2 separate regions of the Zea mays genome follow, and region 2 is linked to region 1. Evidence: chromatin contacts called from public Hi-C data. All regions are on one chromosome and are shown on one strand. Each heading gives the region's core, a stretch centred on a gene start, on an enhancer-like site or on the middle of the called end of the contact. The rest is flanking DNA. Distances are from core to core; before and after follow the strand shown.

What was found. A called contact is a pair of places that touch in the nucleus more often than the background predicts.
Region 2: a contact with region 1 is called in a Hi-C map of leaf, with 4 times the contacts expected there. The contact joins the promoter of LOC103629820 here to the promoter of LOC103629816 in region 1. A contact is called at or near these places in 6 of 25 Hi-C or Micro-C datasets (ear, endosperm, leaf and 2 more).

Annotation. Positions count from the first base shown.
Region 1 is chr6:114,830,165-114,837,869 of Zm-B73-REFERENCE-NAM-5.0, reverse strand. It overlaps LOC103629816 (protein SHORT ROOT IN SALT MEDIUM 1), which reads left to right and starts at 4,070. Exons shown (of 22, transcript XM_008650917.3): 1 at 4,070-4,341; 2 at 4,467-4,617; 3 at 4,710-4,841; 4 at 6,640-6,936; 5 at 7,129-7,190; 6 at 7,458-7,705. The coding sequence starts at 4,543.
Region 2 is chr6:115,185,480-115,193,184 of Zm-B73-REFERENCE-NAM-5.0, reverse strand. It overlaps LOC103629820, which reads left to right and starts at 2,607. Exons shown (of 16, transcript NM_001397542.1): 1 at 2,607-3,033; 2 at 4,231-4,311; 3 at 4,464-4,537; 4 at 4,613-4,688; 5 at 4,855-4,922; 6 at 5,769-5,892; 7 at 6,413-6,511; 8 at 6,639-6,740; 9 at 6,822-6,958; 10 at 7,105-7,186; 11 at 7,304-7,324; 12 at 7,523-7,585. The coding sequence starts at 2,746.

The DNA.
Region 1 (7,705 bases), core at 2,821-5,320:
CCACAGTTCCTGCCTTGTCTCCCCCGAGTACTTTGTGATGGTAGTCGGGGTTCGGAACCGGGTCGGGAACGGCGCCCGTCGTATGGCTCGGCTAAAAGCCTGCGGACCAGGTGGTTCGGGTGAGGGACTCCAATCCTCCTCGCTGTCGTAGCGTCCCCCACGCCTGGGGTGGTAGCCTCGGCGCACCCTCTCGTCGAGGTGGGCTCGATGGTTGTGGTGGTGGTGCTCGTTGCCGAGGCGACCCAGGGCCGCAGGCGCTGTGTTGCGCGTGCGCCCGGTGTGGATCGAGGCTTCCCGCATGAATCGGGAAGTCGCGACGCGATGCTCCGAGGGGTATCCCTGCCTTCGGGAGGCAGAGCTTTCGGCCCGTCGGACCGCGACATCCTCCAGGAGATTCTTGAGCTCTCCCTAGATTCGTCGCCCTTCGGTGGTTGATGGTTCCGGCATTGCGCAAAGAAGTATTGCTGCTGCAGCCAGGTTCTGGCCGACCCCACTGGAAGCCGGTGGCGGCCTTGCCCTGACATCGTCGGCAATGCGGAGCTGGATGCCCTGGGGTAGATGACGCGCTTCTCCGGCCGGAGCTCGGTCTGCCCCTCCCTGCCCGATGTTCCGACGGAGCGGCTCAAGTGTTCCTGCTCCCTCGTTGAGCCTGGCCTGCATCTCGCGGATTTGCTTGAGATGTGTGTCCTGACCCCCCGCAGGGACTGGGACCATAGCTAGCTCCCGAAGGATGTCAACGCGAGGCGCAGGCCTAGGGGGATCACCGTTTTCCGGTATACCAAGATGGTTGCCTTCGTCGGGACCCCCTAGATCGACGTGTAAACATTCATGACTTGGGCCGCAGTCTTCGTCGCCGAAGCTGCGGCTGCCGTCGGAACAATCGGAGAGGCAGTAGTCGCATGCGGTCATGAAGTCCCGCATGGCACTGGGGTTTCCGAGCCCGGAGAAATCCCAACCAAAGTCGGGCTCGTCATCTTCCTCGGAACCCGAGGGTCCGTAGGTCGAGACGGCCGTCAGCCGGTCCCAGGGTGACCGCATATGATACCCTGGGAGGGTTGGTGCATGCCTCTATGAAGGCTTCCACCAAAGCGGGGTCGCTTGGTGGTTCGAGGCTGAATCCAAAAGGCACGAGATGGGAATCGGTCGGTACCTCTTGGTCGACAGGCGGTGACGAAGTCACGTCAGGGGCGGACTGCACTGTCGTCTCAGGTATGAGGGTGACGCCCAGTAAGTCCTTCGCGAGCGTGCTGGCGTCGTCCGTCCGCTTGGAGTTGGTGTGTTGCGGGGAAACGGCGCTCGTCTTCGTCTCAGACGCGAGGTCGACGCCCGACGTGTCCCTCGTCAGGGCGCCGGCGCCGTCGACTCGCTCGACAGCCGATGAGGTGCCGCCTCCTGCTTGGCCACGGTTGCCCCGCCTCCTCCTCCGTCGGCGGGGGAGGTGACGGGACAAACTCGGATGTTGTTCTTCCACCACGTGGGGAAGACGTCGTTGATTCCGCCGCCGGCGGGCGGGCTGACAACCGCCATTGTCGCTGTCGCGCGGCGGAGGAAGGAGTATCATGTCGTAGCTGCCGTCGAGGGACATGAACTCAAGACTCCCAAAACGGAGCACCGTCCCAGGTTGGAAAGGTTGCTGGAGACTACCCATCCGGAGCTTGACGGGAAGCTGTTCGTCAACACGCAGCAGGCCCCTACCGGGCGCGCCAACTGTCGGCGTTTCGACCCCGGGGGGTCCCTGGACCGACGAGTAAATTGTCGCCGTGTGTCCCAGCCCAGATGGGTCGACGCGAGACGGAGCACGAAGGGGGAAAGAGGAGGAGGGAGACAGGCAAAAGGGGAAACCCGCGGCCTTCGTGTTGTCCTGCGCCCAGGTCGGGTGCGCTTGCAGTAGGGGGTTACAAGCGTCCGCGTGGGAGAGAGCGAGGGACTTTGCGCGTCGTCCCGTCCTCCTGCGCGGCCAACCTTCTCGTAAGAGAGCCCTGGACCTTCCTTTTATAGGCGTAAGGAGAGGGTCCAGGTGTACAATAGGAGATGTAGCAGTGTGCTAACGTGTTTAGCAGAGAGGAGCTAGCGCCCTAAGTACATGCCGTCGTGGCAGCCGGAGAGGTCTTGGCACCCTGTTCATGTGGTGTCGTGGCCGTCGGAGGAGCGCTGGAGCCTTGCGGAAGGACAGCTGTCGGGGCTGTCGAGTCCTTGCTGACGTCTCCTTGCTTCTGTAAGAGGCTGAGAGCCGCCGTCGTCATGGAGCACGCGGGGCGCCATCATTATTTGTTTACCGGGGCGAGCCAGATGGGACGCCGGTCTTGTTCCCCGTAGCCTGAGCTAGCTAGGGGTAGGGTAATGATGGCCCCTCTTGTGACGTGGTCGGTCCGAGCCCTAGGTCGGGCGAGGTGGAGGCTCCTCCGAGGTCGAGGTCGAGTCTGTATTCCGAGGTCGAGGTCGAGTCCGAGCCCCGGGTCGGGCGAGACGGAGACTGTCGTCCGAGGCCAAGGCTGGGTCTAAGCCCTGGGGTCAGGCGAGGCGGAGTTCGTCGTCTTCCGGGGTCGAGCCCGAGTCCGAGCCCTGAGGTCGGATGAGGCGGAGTTCGTTGTCTTCCGGGGCCGAGCCCGAGTCCGAGCCCTGGGGTCGGGCGAGGCGGAGTTCGTCGTCTTCCGGGGCCGAGCCCGAGTCCGAGCCCTGGGGTCGGGCGAGGCGGAGTTTCCTATGGCACCCGAGGCCGGACTTGGCTGCTGTCAGCCTCACTCTGTCGAGTGGCGCAGCAGTCGGAGTGACGCAGGCGGCGCTGTCTTCTTGTCAGGCCGGTCAGTGGAGCGGCGAAGTGACTGCGGTCACTTCGGCTCTGTCGACTGAAGGGCGCACGTCAGGATAAGGTGTCAGGCCACCCTTGCATTAAATGCTCCTGCGATACGGTCGGTTGGCGCGGCGATCTGGCCAAGGTTGCTTCTTGGCGAAGACTGGGCCTCGGGCGAGCCGAAGGTGTGTCCGTTGCTTGAGGGGGTCCTCGGGTGAGACGTGAATCCTCCGGGGTCGGCTGCCCTTGCCCGAGGCTGGGCTCGGGCGAGGCGAGATCGTGTCCCTTGAGTGGACCGAGCCTTGACTTAATCGCACCCATCAGGCCTTTTCAGCTTTGTGCTGATGGGGGTTACCAGCTGAGATTAGGAGTCTTGGGGGTACCCCTAATTATGGTCCCCAACAAGGGTATTACGATCCGGCGGCCCGAACCACTCTAAACTCATGCGTGTTCTTGTGTTCATTCCTTCATCTCGCAACAAGCAAAACGCTTAGGCCCCTCCTCATCTTAGGATTTAGGGCGGGTGCACTCCGCCACCCGGCCGGAGATTTCCTCTCCGACAGATACCAATGCCGAACTAGACACTTGCTTAATTGCTAAGACTAACATAAGCTGGCTCTGACATCGCCGATTTGCTCGTGTTGGGATAAAGAATCTTCACAAGCTTCTAAAGGGGAACACATTTTAGGACCAACCAATGTTCATTTTGAGAAATTTGTAGCGTATGTCAAGCAGGGAAGCAGGTTGGAGCTCATCATCCACACAAGAACATCATGACGACCGAGAGGCCGTTTGAGCTATATTTTTCTATTTTACAAAAAATCATATATATATATATATTTGTATAATTTACATTCAATATTAAAAATACCTAAGTATGATGCTTAATGGCTAGACGACTTAAACGAGTGTCTCCTGCTCTTCTTCCATGAGGGAATGGTTCAAACCTCATCTCCTGCACCGTTTTTTAATATTTTATGTTGATTTAACCAAATGGCCCGACGGGTTAACGGGCTGGTCTGACACGGTCAGCAGGCCGACGTGTCGTGCCTAGGCCGAAGCTGTGACCCGCGAGCGTTGAACCTAGCGGGCCCCTACATGGTTACGCGGAAGGGACAATCAGACAAACATGTGCAGCGGATTAATTTAAAATAGTTGTGAGTAGTTATTTATAAAATAGATGTGAGTAGTTATTTATAAAAAGATGATACAAAATGATCGTTAAAATTGATACTTTAATATAATATAAAGTAGAAAGAGAGAAATATAGGGGCCCATGACCATTAGGGCAAGGGGCACGGAAAACCGAGCAAAATATAATAACCGAGCATCTGATATTACAGGCGCAAACGCAACAGGTTACACCACTAGCTGGCGTTCTCCGAACCCCTCGCGGAAACCCTTCCGGCTCCCGCCGCTCTCCCGCCGCCATCACTCGCCGCTCTCCCGCTGCCAACCGTTGCCTTCAGGCTCCAGCCGCCGGCACGGCTCTGCGTACGGGGGGATTCACTTCCATCCGACACCATCTGGCCTTCTCTTCCATCTCGTGGGTAAACCCTAGCTCATGCATCGGGCAGCGGAACGAATCTGCGGACACGGTGGCTGTATTGGTTGGACTCCTAGCCTCGTTCGTTCTTGGTGCTAAAACATCTAGGGTTTCCTTCTTTCCTCGCAGGTGTTTGTTCGTGCGCGTGGATTGTTTTGTCCGTGTCTGGTGCCCGTGCAAGAGCCCCTAAGCTGGTGCGTCCGCCATGTTTCCCCCCAAAGGGCCCAACCACTACGGGCAGCCGCCGCCTTACGGCGGGCAGCAGCCGTACAGCCAAATCGTAAGGCTCTATGAAGGATCTTGCTGTTTTTTTGTTGGACGCAGATTTGTTATGAATGATAATTTGTGTTCCCGTCATGTTCTCTATTTCAGCCTAGTAGCACTGGATTTGCAGCCCCGACAGCAGCAGGTGGCACTGATGGTGGTCGGTTTGGTGGGCGTGGAGGACAAGGGGCTGCTGCACAGTATGGAGGGCCTTATGCATCAGTGTATGGCACCCAACAGGTGGTCAACTATAACTGCTTTGTTCTTTTCTTTGCTGTTTTCTAGATGAAATATGTAATTCATCACACAAATTTATTATCCATTGTGTTGATTCTCACTCATTGATATGTTTGGCGCACTTGTCGTGTAGCTTGTTTTTTGTTTTTGTGTTGCTTGTATCAGTGAGGAACCTTGATTCAAGGAAAATATTGAAGTTTTTAAGCTGCTGGTATGGTACTTTAGTTTGTAGTTATAGGGTCAAAATGTTACAAAGTTGCATTGTTTTTGGCATTAGAAAATTTGATGGATCAACATGGACATTTGGGATTGTTGATTCCAGGCTACGTCAATTAAATCTTTGTGAAGTATTGCTGGCAGAATTTCTATGTGTGCTTGGCTATCCTTCTTGCTAATCTGAATTCTAAAATCTTGTTTTACATTCCTAATACATATTCTGTCTTATTGTGTAATGCTCTGCAATTTGAAACACAAGATTAAAGGACAATGAAATATTTATTTTTGGAAGTTAGGTGCAAAAGGTCATCTTCTGTTTGGATTATGCAAAACAAATACCATCAATTCCAGTAACCGATATTGTTATAACAGTTTGTGCAATAACTTAAGCAAAATCTGTATCAGGTCCTACACATCTTGGAACAGGAAATGCTTCCAGAAAGAGAAGTTGGTTAACAAAAAATCCATTTATTAGGTTCCCCTGTACAAAACATGCTAAGCTTTGTTACCTCCAGCTGGCATTTTATGTCCAGTTTTGGAGTCTTAAGATACAGTTTTATTGAACTGGAAAAAAATCTTAACTTATCCTATGTTATTACCTTTTTGGTTGTTTTTTACTTGATTTGTTCCCCGACAATTCAGCAGCAGAATCTGCTGGGACTTGATGTTCTGTACTATGCAGGTTGGGATCAGTATTTCAGAAGCTGTGTCATATGTGAGCTGATTTTTTTTTTGTTTTTCGGGGATGTGGAGTTATGTGTTGTGGACTGTTAATCACCTTTGCTTGCCTAATTGGCCACCTAGCCTTGCTGATTGTGCCCTAACTGCAGCTTCTGATCACCACCTAGAGCCTAAGTGTTCCCTTAGTAGACGGATTTTTTTAACACTGGTTTCGTAGACAGAATAACATCAAAGTTGTCATTATTTACCAGCTATAAATAGAAATCCATGTCTTATCTCCGCACCCCCGTAGCTATCCTATTTATTTTTGTGGCAGCTGCTCTGTACCATTTGGGATATTAATCTGTTTGATTGTTCTCCAACTGTAATTTCTTCTATATTAAGGGCCAGGATGATACTTCTTTCATAGCTTTTACACTCAGCAAACATCAAATAGCATTTCTACTTCTCTTCGTGGATTGTTGGCTGTATATTGCAATGATAAGAACTTGATTTGTGTCTGTAGGTTTTTAGTTGCATTTGTAATGCATGGCAAGGTGCCAAAATTAAGTACACCCACAACATCATATGCCACACATCTATATCTGGCTATTTAAAACCATGATACTAAGTTTGTACCCTGAATAGTGGCTGCTATGAGTCTATGAAGGAATTTGTGCCTACCATAACCATTCATATGCATTTCTGTTATTTGAGCTTTGTTTAACCCTTGTTTTAGTCACTCAAGTGACCCTTCCTTCATGTCAATCCCTGCCAATCACATGTTTCAGCTGTTTCAGTCATTTTCTCTTATTGGTTAGAGTTCACTTCTTGTGATCTTCAACTTGTACTGTTGCAGTTGCATGTGGTTCCCACATTTTTTTTGGCAAATATCTCAACTGAATATCCTCGTTCTTTCCAACAGGTTGGTGGACTTGGTGGCAAAGGTCCAGCTTCTTCAAGTCTTCCTAGCTTGCCAAATCGTCCAACTTCTCTCACTGAGTCATCCAAGTTCACATCTGCACCTGTGGGGTCTGGCCTGGCAAGACCAAATGATGACTATATGGCTGTGCGAGGTTATGCACAGAAGCAAGACCAATATGGCACAGATTATCCACTAGAGAGACGTATGTATGGTGAACACTCGGCCAATCTTGGTAGAAGGGATGGTCTCAGTGATTTGGATAGAAGATACACTGATCAGATAGCTGCTGGTCATCAGGTTTCTTTCTCTGTTTTTCTTTTTTGCTTTTCTCCCTATATATTTTAAATAACCAGTGCACTGTTGCAATCCTTTTGTTTTTCACAAGTTTATGATCATATGGAGCAGGTAGATTTTTGTTTCCTTACTTACAAAGCACTGTTTTGTTCTTTCTGATAGCATGTCGTTTATTGAATCCTTTTGATTTCCTAGAGTTCATCAATGCGCCATCAGCAGCTCTTGAAAGGTCAGCTGCAGCCTGGATCTGATACGAGGTATACTATCTCAGTCAGGTTATATGAAATGAATCTATAAGGCTGTTAGTTATTGTTAGAGTTTTACTGTCACTCATGATATAACAGTGCATCAATTGAATGACCATGTGTTTGGTAAATTATTTCTGCTGTAGCCTTTGTTTCCGTTAGCTGTTTTGGTTCTTCTCATTGATATTCTTGGAAGACTACTCAGTAACAATCATTTGTGCGTTTATCACTGCAATAGAACATAGCGCATGCACTGAGTATAGTATGCATTTCTGGCAGACAAGCCGATTACTTTGCAGGAAGGTCTGCTCCAGTTCATCAAGCATCCCAGGAAATTGGTGTATATGGAAGAGTTGATGCTGATAACCACAACATGTCCATTCTTGGGACTACTCCATATGGAAGACAGCAAGCAGCCTCATTGTTGGAAGGAGCTCCGAGGACAAACATTGACAGCCTCTATGGACAAAGATCATCAAGTGCTGGTTTTGGTGCAGGTCTTCCTCCTGGACGTGATTATGCCTCAG
Region 2 (7,705 bases), core at 1,358-3,857, 360 kb before region 1:
ACAGTTTGCAGTAACACCGGATGTGTCCATTGCTTCTTAAGATGTCTTGCCCCTTTCAATAGCTAAAGCAACCTTTTGAGAGAAACGAAGACGCTTAGCACCGTGAGGAGATTAGAGAATTGTGGATCTTGTTATTAGCAACCTCATTAGTGCCTAAAGAGAGATTTGTGTGCATCCACCACCCACATTAGGCTTATCTTAGCCAAGTAAAAGTCTAGTGCTTGTTACTCTTGGCAATCAGCATCTATATGGCTCGATGGCGATTGGAGTGCGGTGATTATTGGAGCGAAGGCCGAACCCGACCTTGATCAGCCCTGCGTAGGCCGAAAGTAACCCATGTTTAAGTGCAGTGTTCCACGCGTTAGAGAACTTCGCCAGACCCGCACCAACGAAGGTCCCTTCGATGGTCTCCACTAACAATGACTATATGAAGGCCCGCGCAAGAGGGGGCTCACTAATAGCGAAGGCACCAACAGACAAGGGATCTTCAGCAAGCAAAGACACCCTTGAGCGGGCCTATGCCACGGAGCAAAGGCACCGCCTTAACACCCGACGAAAGGGCGCATGCCTTCGACAACCACCGCGGAAGGGAAAATGTGGATGAAGACGAAGTCCTTGAGACCACCCTAGAGGGACCTAGTTTCTTCTAGGTGGTGGCGATCCCAGTTTGATGAGGACTTCACTCCCATACAAACAATGTATGGACCGGCAACACGAGCAGGTGCACAACAGCTAAATCTCCAAGTTAGTTCTAACCTAGTCAATAGTGTTTTAGAGCTTATGCTTGGTGTCGTGAATCTTTTGATGATTAGGAACCTTAGAGAGGGCTAGCAAGAACTTGGGAAAGGCCAATATGTCAAGGAGGAGAAGCTAGGACGTTCACAACAAGAGTAAGCCAAGTCCGACTCGACTCTATCCTGACCTTTTTGATTGCAAAGAGGAGCTCTCTTATTGCAAAACTATTCTCTTATGGGGGAGAAGACTTTATTATGGAAAAGGGGGAGTTTTTGACACTTGATCAAAACTAATTTCTAAAAATTGTTTGAGTTGCAAAACTAAAAGAGTTTTTGACTTAAAAGTGAGAAAATTGAGTTTGATTGCAAAATTCAAAACGAGTGGTGGCAAAATGATCCACATATGTCAAATCCTATACTTATTCAATTGTTGTTTGATTTGACTTCAATTTGCAAAAGTTGGCTCATATTTAGTTATGTTAGTAGCTTTGAGTTGCTTTAGATGTGTTGGCATAAATCGCCAAAAGAGGGAGATTGAAAGGGAAATGTGCCTTGGGCAATTTCTAGTTGTTTTGGTGATTAAATGATCAACACACCACTTTTAACTAACATTGTTCATATGAGCATGAGCACAGGTTTAAGTCAAGAAAATTGAATATGTGAAGTCCAAAATGAGTTGGATTGGAAGACAAAAAGTGTAACCTTGGGTAAAACTATAAAAACAGAAGGTTTAAGTATTTGAATAAGTTGCACTTACACTATATTTTGTTTCTTGTACCTTTGTTTGACTACTAACTTGTTTGTGAAAGTAAAGTGGCATTATTTGGACTTAGCTTGAGCATATTGCAAACCATTTTGAAATGAAGTGATAAATGTATGATTCTAGCTCTTAGTCAATTATTTTTGTTGCTAACTATATTTGTCTAAATAATAGGAATCATTAAAAAGAGAGTAAAAAAGAAGTGAAGGGGTTTGGCTCAAAAGAGCCAAACTTGGGCTAGACTGGATTTCACCGGACGGTCCGCGTGCGTTGGGTTCACGATAGACTCCGTGTTGTGCGTGGAGGTTTCTCGCTACTGTTGGGAGATCGTGGGGCGTCAGAGCACGATGAGTCTGGAGTAGACCCCGCGTTGTGCGTGGAGGGTTCGTGCAGTCGTTGGGAAACGATAAACCCAATGGACGAGACACCAGGGATGCCGCATGGCTGAGCGAAGCCTGTTGTGTGCGTACGTACTACGGATAGATGAAAAAGAGAACCGCATGTTAGTTTATAAAGAAATATGAGGATGTTTTTTTAAAATATGACGCAGAACTACTATCGAAATTGATACTTTAATATAATAAAAAATAATATTACGTCATGACATTTTGTATACTGTGATATTTTTAAAAATGTGTTCCGAAACACTCCTTAATGATGGCAACCAAACATGTTCTACATAAATAACCCTGATCAACGGTTCACTCTCGCTCATGTAAGTTTTAGAACAATTCGTGTTGAATGTTTGTAGGAATCCTGATTTTAAAATATGTTAAATTTTGTACGAGGCACGTTTACTAATGATATAGGTGGTGCTTACAGGTGTGGATTTTCCGGAGCACACAAATCTCCATGGCCAAGTTTGATTTTCTCCCATCTTTAGGTACGTTCCACAAGAGGGACGTGCCATCCTCAGCCTCAACGCGGCTGGAACGATCGATCAAACGAGACAGACAGGCTCCCCGCTCCCGACTGCTGCCTGCGACGACTCGCCCGACCGGACCCTTCCAACCAAGCCGGTGACGGTGAGGACGCCTGGCAAGCTCGCCCGTCCACGTGTCCCCTTTTCGAGGCCGCCATCTCGCCCCCGCGCTTTTGTGCGTCAGCCGCCGCGCAGCCCAACACCCGCATCAAAACACGCACCTCGGCTCCTCCCCTCCCCACCAGGCACCAAGGTCGCCACCGCCACCGCTGCCCCAAAGTATCGCACCCCCAAAGCCCCGCTCCCTCACCTTCTGGAACCTTCCTCGCATGGCCCCGCCCCCCTCCATGCCTGCCGCCTCCGATCGCGCCGGCCCTGGCCGCGACGCGGGCGACTCGTCCTCCCTTCGCCTCCGCCGCGCCCCCTCAGCCGACGCCGGCGACCTTGCCGGCGATTCCTCGGTAGGCTTGCGGGAGAACGGCGAGCCGCAACCGCCGACGAATCCGCCGCCGCAGGAGCAGCAGCAGCAGCACGAGATGCTATACTACCGCGCGTCGGCGCCCGCCCACCGCCGCGTCAAGGAGAGCCCCCTCAGCTCTGACGCCATCTTCCGGCAGGTGAGGAGACGCGAATTTTAGGCTCGCTGTTTGTAAGCGATTGTTTGATCCCCGCGCTTGTGCTTCGATCCACGCCAGTTGCAAAATCCTGCAAATTGTTTGTTGCTTCCAGTCAACTCTGCCTCTGTTTTTTTTTGGTTGGTGTGTGTGTGTGTGTGTGTGTTCAAATCACACTTTGTGCTATCGGTAGCTTAACACTGCCGGTTGCCATCTCGCGCGCACGGATGTTTTATTGTGGGCCTTGGGCTTCGGAATTGTGGATAGATTGTGCGCGTGTACTCGAATGGGCACAATTCGTTTCGTGGGGGGCATATGCTGCTGCGATTGAGGTCGGTGTTTACTTGTTTTGGGATCAGGGGGACCAGTGCCGGTGCGCGGGTGCCAGATGCATGCCACGCAGAATTTGGCATCGGCCGGCTGAAGCAGCAAACAACGAGCGTAACCGTTACCACTGGAGGAGCTTTGGCTTGTCGAAACGGATGACTGGATGAGCGAATGAATCATTGAATTCATTGTTGGCGGTACTCACTATAGTGATGTGGACAGTTGTTGGGACAGCACCTGCAGTGCCCCCAGTATTATTAATGCTGACTTTTCTAACTACAATGCGTGTTACATTGTTTGTACACCTTGGCTTTCCTGCTTGGGGCATTGCTTCTTGTTGAGGACCATATAACTGTGCACCTACATAGAACTGTATTGGACCACTTGTAAGTTTTAACTGGTTAGCCCTCCATTTTTTAATAGGTATATTATTAGACAATTTTTATTGTCATTGACATTATTTTTGTTTGCTACTCTCGGAGCCCTTTTCCCAGTGTAATCTTAATAGGGCTCAAATCACAGCAGAAACACGTGAGACGTAATTTTCTAGTGATACTTTTATTAGACTTTGTTGTTTCTGCACATACTCTAAATCTGTTTTGAAGGTAGGAGTGCTTATTTGGATGATAAATAATCCTCTGTTAGTTGCATGAATATTTATACATCACATGCCTCCTACATGGTTCCTGGGATTACACAGTGGACAACGCTTTGATAATTGAGTCCATGCTAACTTGATTATAATATATCAGTATTCCATATATCATTTTATCTTGTACTTCAACTGAGATCATCCTTATTTTTTGCAAACCGTATTTATTGGTTGCTCTGGAGAATTGAAGTCTTGAAACTAAGCACTTCTCCTGATTGCAGAGCCATGCTGGTCTTCTGAATCTATGCATTGTTGTTCTGATCGCAGTGAACAGCAGACTCATTATTGAGAATTTAATGAAGGTTTATTACTTTCTTTCTTTTTTCATTTTCCTCACCTTCATTTACAGATCCCTCAATCCATCTCCTTCTGAAATACATCTGGTCTTCTTCCTGCGCATTTGTCTAGTGTAAATCTGACACATTCTGTGTTTTATTTAAATTGGCTGGTGCAGTATGGCCTGTTGATAAGAGCTGGATTTTGGTTTAGTGCAAGATCGCTGGGTGACTGGCCCCTTCTAATGTGCTGGTAGAAATTGTTGTCATTTTTAATTCAGATGGGTTTCAAATAAGAACTGTGGAGTAATCAATCTGTCAATTTCAGCCTCACTCTACCAGTTTTCCCACTAGTTGCACTCATGGCTGAGAAGCTGATCACAAGAAAGCTCATTGGTGAACATGTAAGTTTGACTCACAAGATTGCGTAGTATTTTGTAGAGAAGTTCTCTTTTGTTATTTCTTAGGTATAAGTGTTGAGGATTGAATTAGATGTAAAACTAGACAGTCCTCTATTCTGCATCTTCCAGGTGCCATTTATCGTTTATGACTTCTATACACCTCTTGCAGGTGGTTATTCTACTCCATATCATTATTACAACATCTGCCATTGTCTATCCAGTTGTTGTGACTCTTAAGTAAGCATTTCTTTCTGCTTTGCAGTTTGTTTGGATGCATCTTATTTTGACATTCGTTGAGCTCTAGTATTTCATGGTATGGAATACATTCAATTAATCTTGTTCGTAATTTGCTGTACTTCATGGTATGGTGGCCAACTACATTATTGTGCCCCAAACATTTAGTCTTTCCCTTCAAGATACGTACTATACTATGCAAATTGGGTGGATAAAAAGGTAGCTACATAACACTTTTATTTAATTGTATCTGGTGACTCCACACTATAATACAAAGAAACGCAACTCTCCAGCATATTCAAGAAAAAAATGTATCTGGTGATAAAAATCTATTGCAAATGTTCATTTATCTCTAGTAGAAGAAATCCTTACTATCTTACTCTGTCTTGATCTGTTCACTGACTGCATCTAATAGGGAAGATTTGTTAGTCCATCAATATTGATACACATTTTATTATGCAGATATTTTGTTTCTTTCATGTAGCTTCTAGCTTGTAACCCCTTTCCTAACATGAAGCTGATCTTTCCATTGTACAAGAAAAATTGGATATATTTGTTCACATGCTTGGAAATTGAATAAACAAACTGTAGTATTTCTGATGTTGATGTGCAAGTAGTAGACTTTGGTTGAGTCAATTGTTATCTCTCAAAAAGAGCCATTAGGAGCAAGTTACCTTTTCATTGATTATATTTTCTGTGAGACTGCAAGAGTTAAGAATGTTGTATGGTTGATGCCTTATGCTGTTTAGTTTAAGTTTGTTATAATTGCCAAGAAATGTTACTTGAAAAGATATTGTCCCATGCATCAATTATGGATTATCAGTTCAGTCATATTCCGAAAAATTTCAGGTGTGACTCAGCAGTACTATCTGGATTTGTGCTAATGTTTCTTGCGAGCATCATGTGGATGAAGCTTGTCTCTTATGCACATACAAATTATGATATAAGGGTATTGTCCAAAAGTACTGAGAAGGTAATGCATTGACATGTTAATCTGAATCAGTTCAAATATTTTGTTAACATGTTGCCCATTTCTCAAAATTGATTTGTTGACGTTCAAACTTTTCTTAAAACTCCTTTTGGTGGCCAAATTTTTCTGAAGCTAGAATATCTCCCACTTGTTTAAACTTCTTTTCCAGTTTCATTTCATGAATGTCTTATATCTAGTTTCAATTTTTGCATAGGATGAAATGTGGTGCCAATCAATATACGTTACCATCAAGAGAGTAAAAAAATTGTTCTTAACTTCTCATACAGTGTTTTTGTTACATGGGCTGATCATATATACTCTCATGTGTTAGCTTAACTGTTAGTGTATACCTCTATTGTAATGGGCCTTGGTCCACCTAACCCTGTTATATCAATGCATTCCCAACCCTAATTAGGGTTAGGGTTTCCCTCATTCTAACTTCAGGCAACGGTAGCATATGATTATATCCCTTCATTTTCATTTTTCATGCAAATAACCACTATTGCTATATTCTTATTTTTAGGGTGCTGCATATGGAAATTATGTCGATCCTGAGAATATGAAAGATCCAACCTTTAAAAGTCTAGTGTACTTCATGTTGGCCCCAACACTTTGTTACCAGGTACTATTATTGGACCAATGCCCCGTTTTTGTTTTTAATGTCTACACTCTGCTTTTCTTCATCGCGTCTATCTAGTTATGCCAGTGACAACATGAATTTCCTGATGTCACTTTGGCATGTTATGCAGCCAACTTATCCTCAAACTACATGTATTAGAAAGGGTTGGGTGACCCAGCAACTCATAAAGTGCGTGGTTTTTACAGGCTTGATGGGCTTCATAATTGAGCAAGTGAGCCTCCTATATTCCTTAAGTAACTTGTATTTATACATAACTTTGGATTAAATTACCAATTTTTCTTCTATTTTGCAGTATATAAACCCAATTGTGAAGAATTCCAAACATCCACTGAAAGGGAATTTTTTGAATGCTATAGAAAGAGTCTTAAAACTCTCAGTGCCAACATTATATGTATGGCTTTGCATGTTCTATTGCTTTTTTCATTTATGGTTAGTATCTTGCTTCAGTTCAACAGTACCTTAAATTTGTGCGGCAGTGATTGGTTTATATAACAGGTTAATTGGGTTTTGACCTGCATGGGACTTTGATTTCCATTTTCCATGGCATTCTTGTTTGCTCTTTTGGTTGGTTTCAGGCTGAACATTGTAGCTGAACTCCTCTGTTTCGGTGACCGTGAATTCTATAAGGACTGGTGGAATGCCAAAACTGTTGAAGAGGTGAGATGCCTGTTAAAATTGAGTTCGTTTCTTTTGAAGTGAGAACTTTAAATAGGACTGACATCAATTATATTCTCATGTACTTAAATGTGATGGTATTTTGGGGCTTTACCTCAGTACTGGAGGATGTGGAACATGGTAATCTTTTTGTTACTTCTATATTCAGATTCTATACCCTTTTATTTAGTTGAGACTTTGTTACTTAACTAAGGACAGTTGTGATGGTAGTGGTACTCTTCTATTTAGTTAAGACTTCCTTAACTTCTGTCACTGAGCTTGAGATATTTGTCTAATAATATCTTTCAAATAACTGACAATTAGTCTATTTTTTGTCAGCCTGTTCATAAGTGGATCATCAGACACATATATTTTCCATGTATAAGGAAAGGCTTTTCCAGGGTAATTGCTTCTATATGTGTACAAAACTCTACATTTGTTCTTTGCTTTTGAATTCTCCAAATGCAGTTTAGTTTGGAACATCGATGCAATATAGAATTCACAATATACAAATGATGTTCT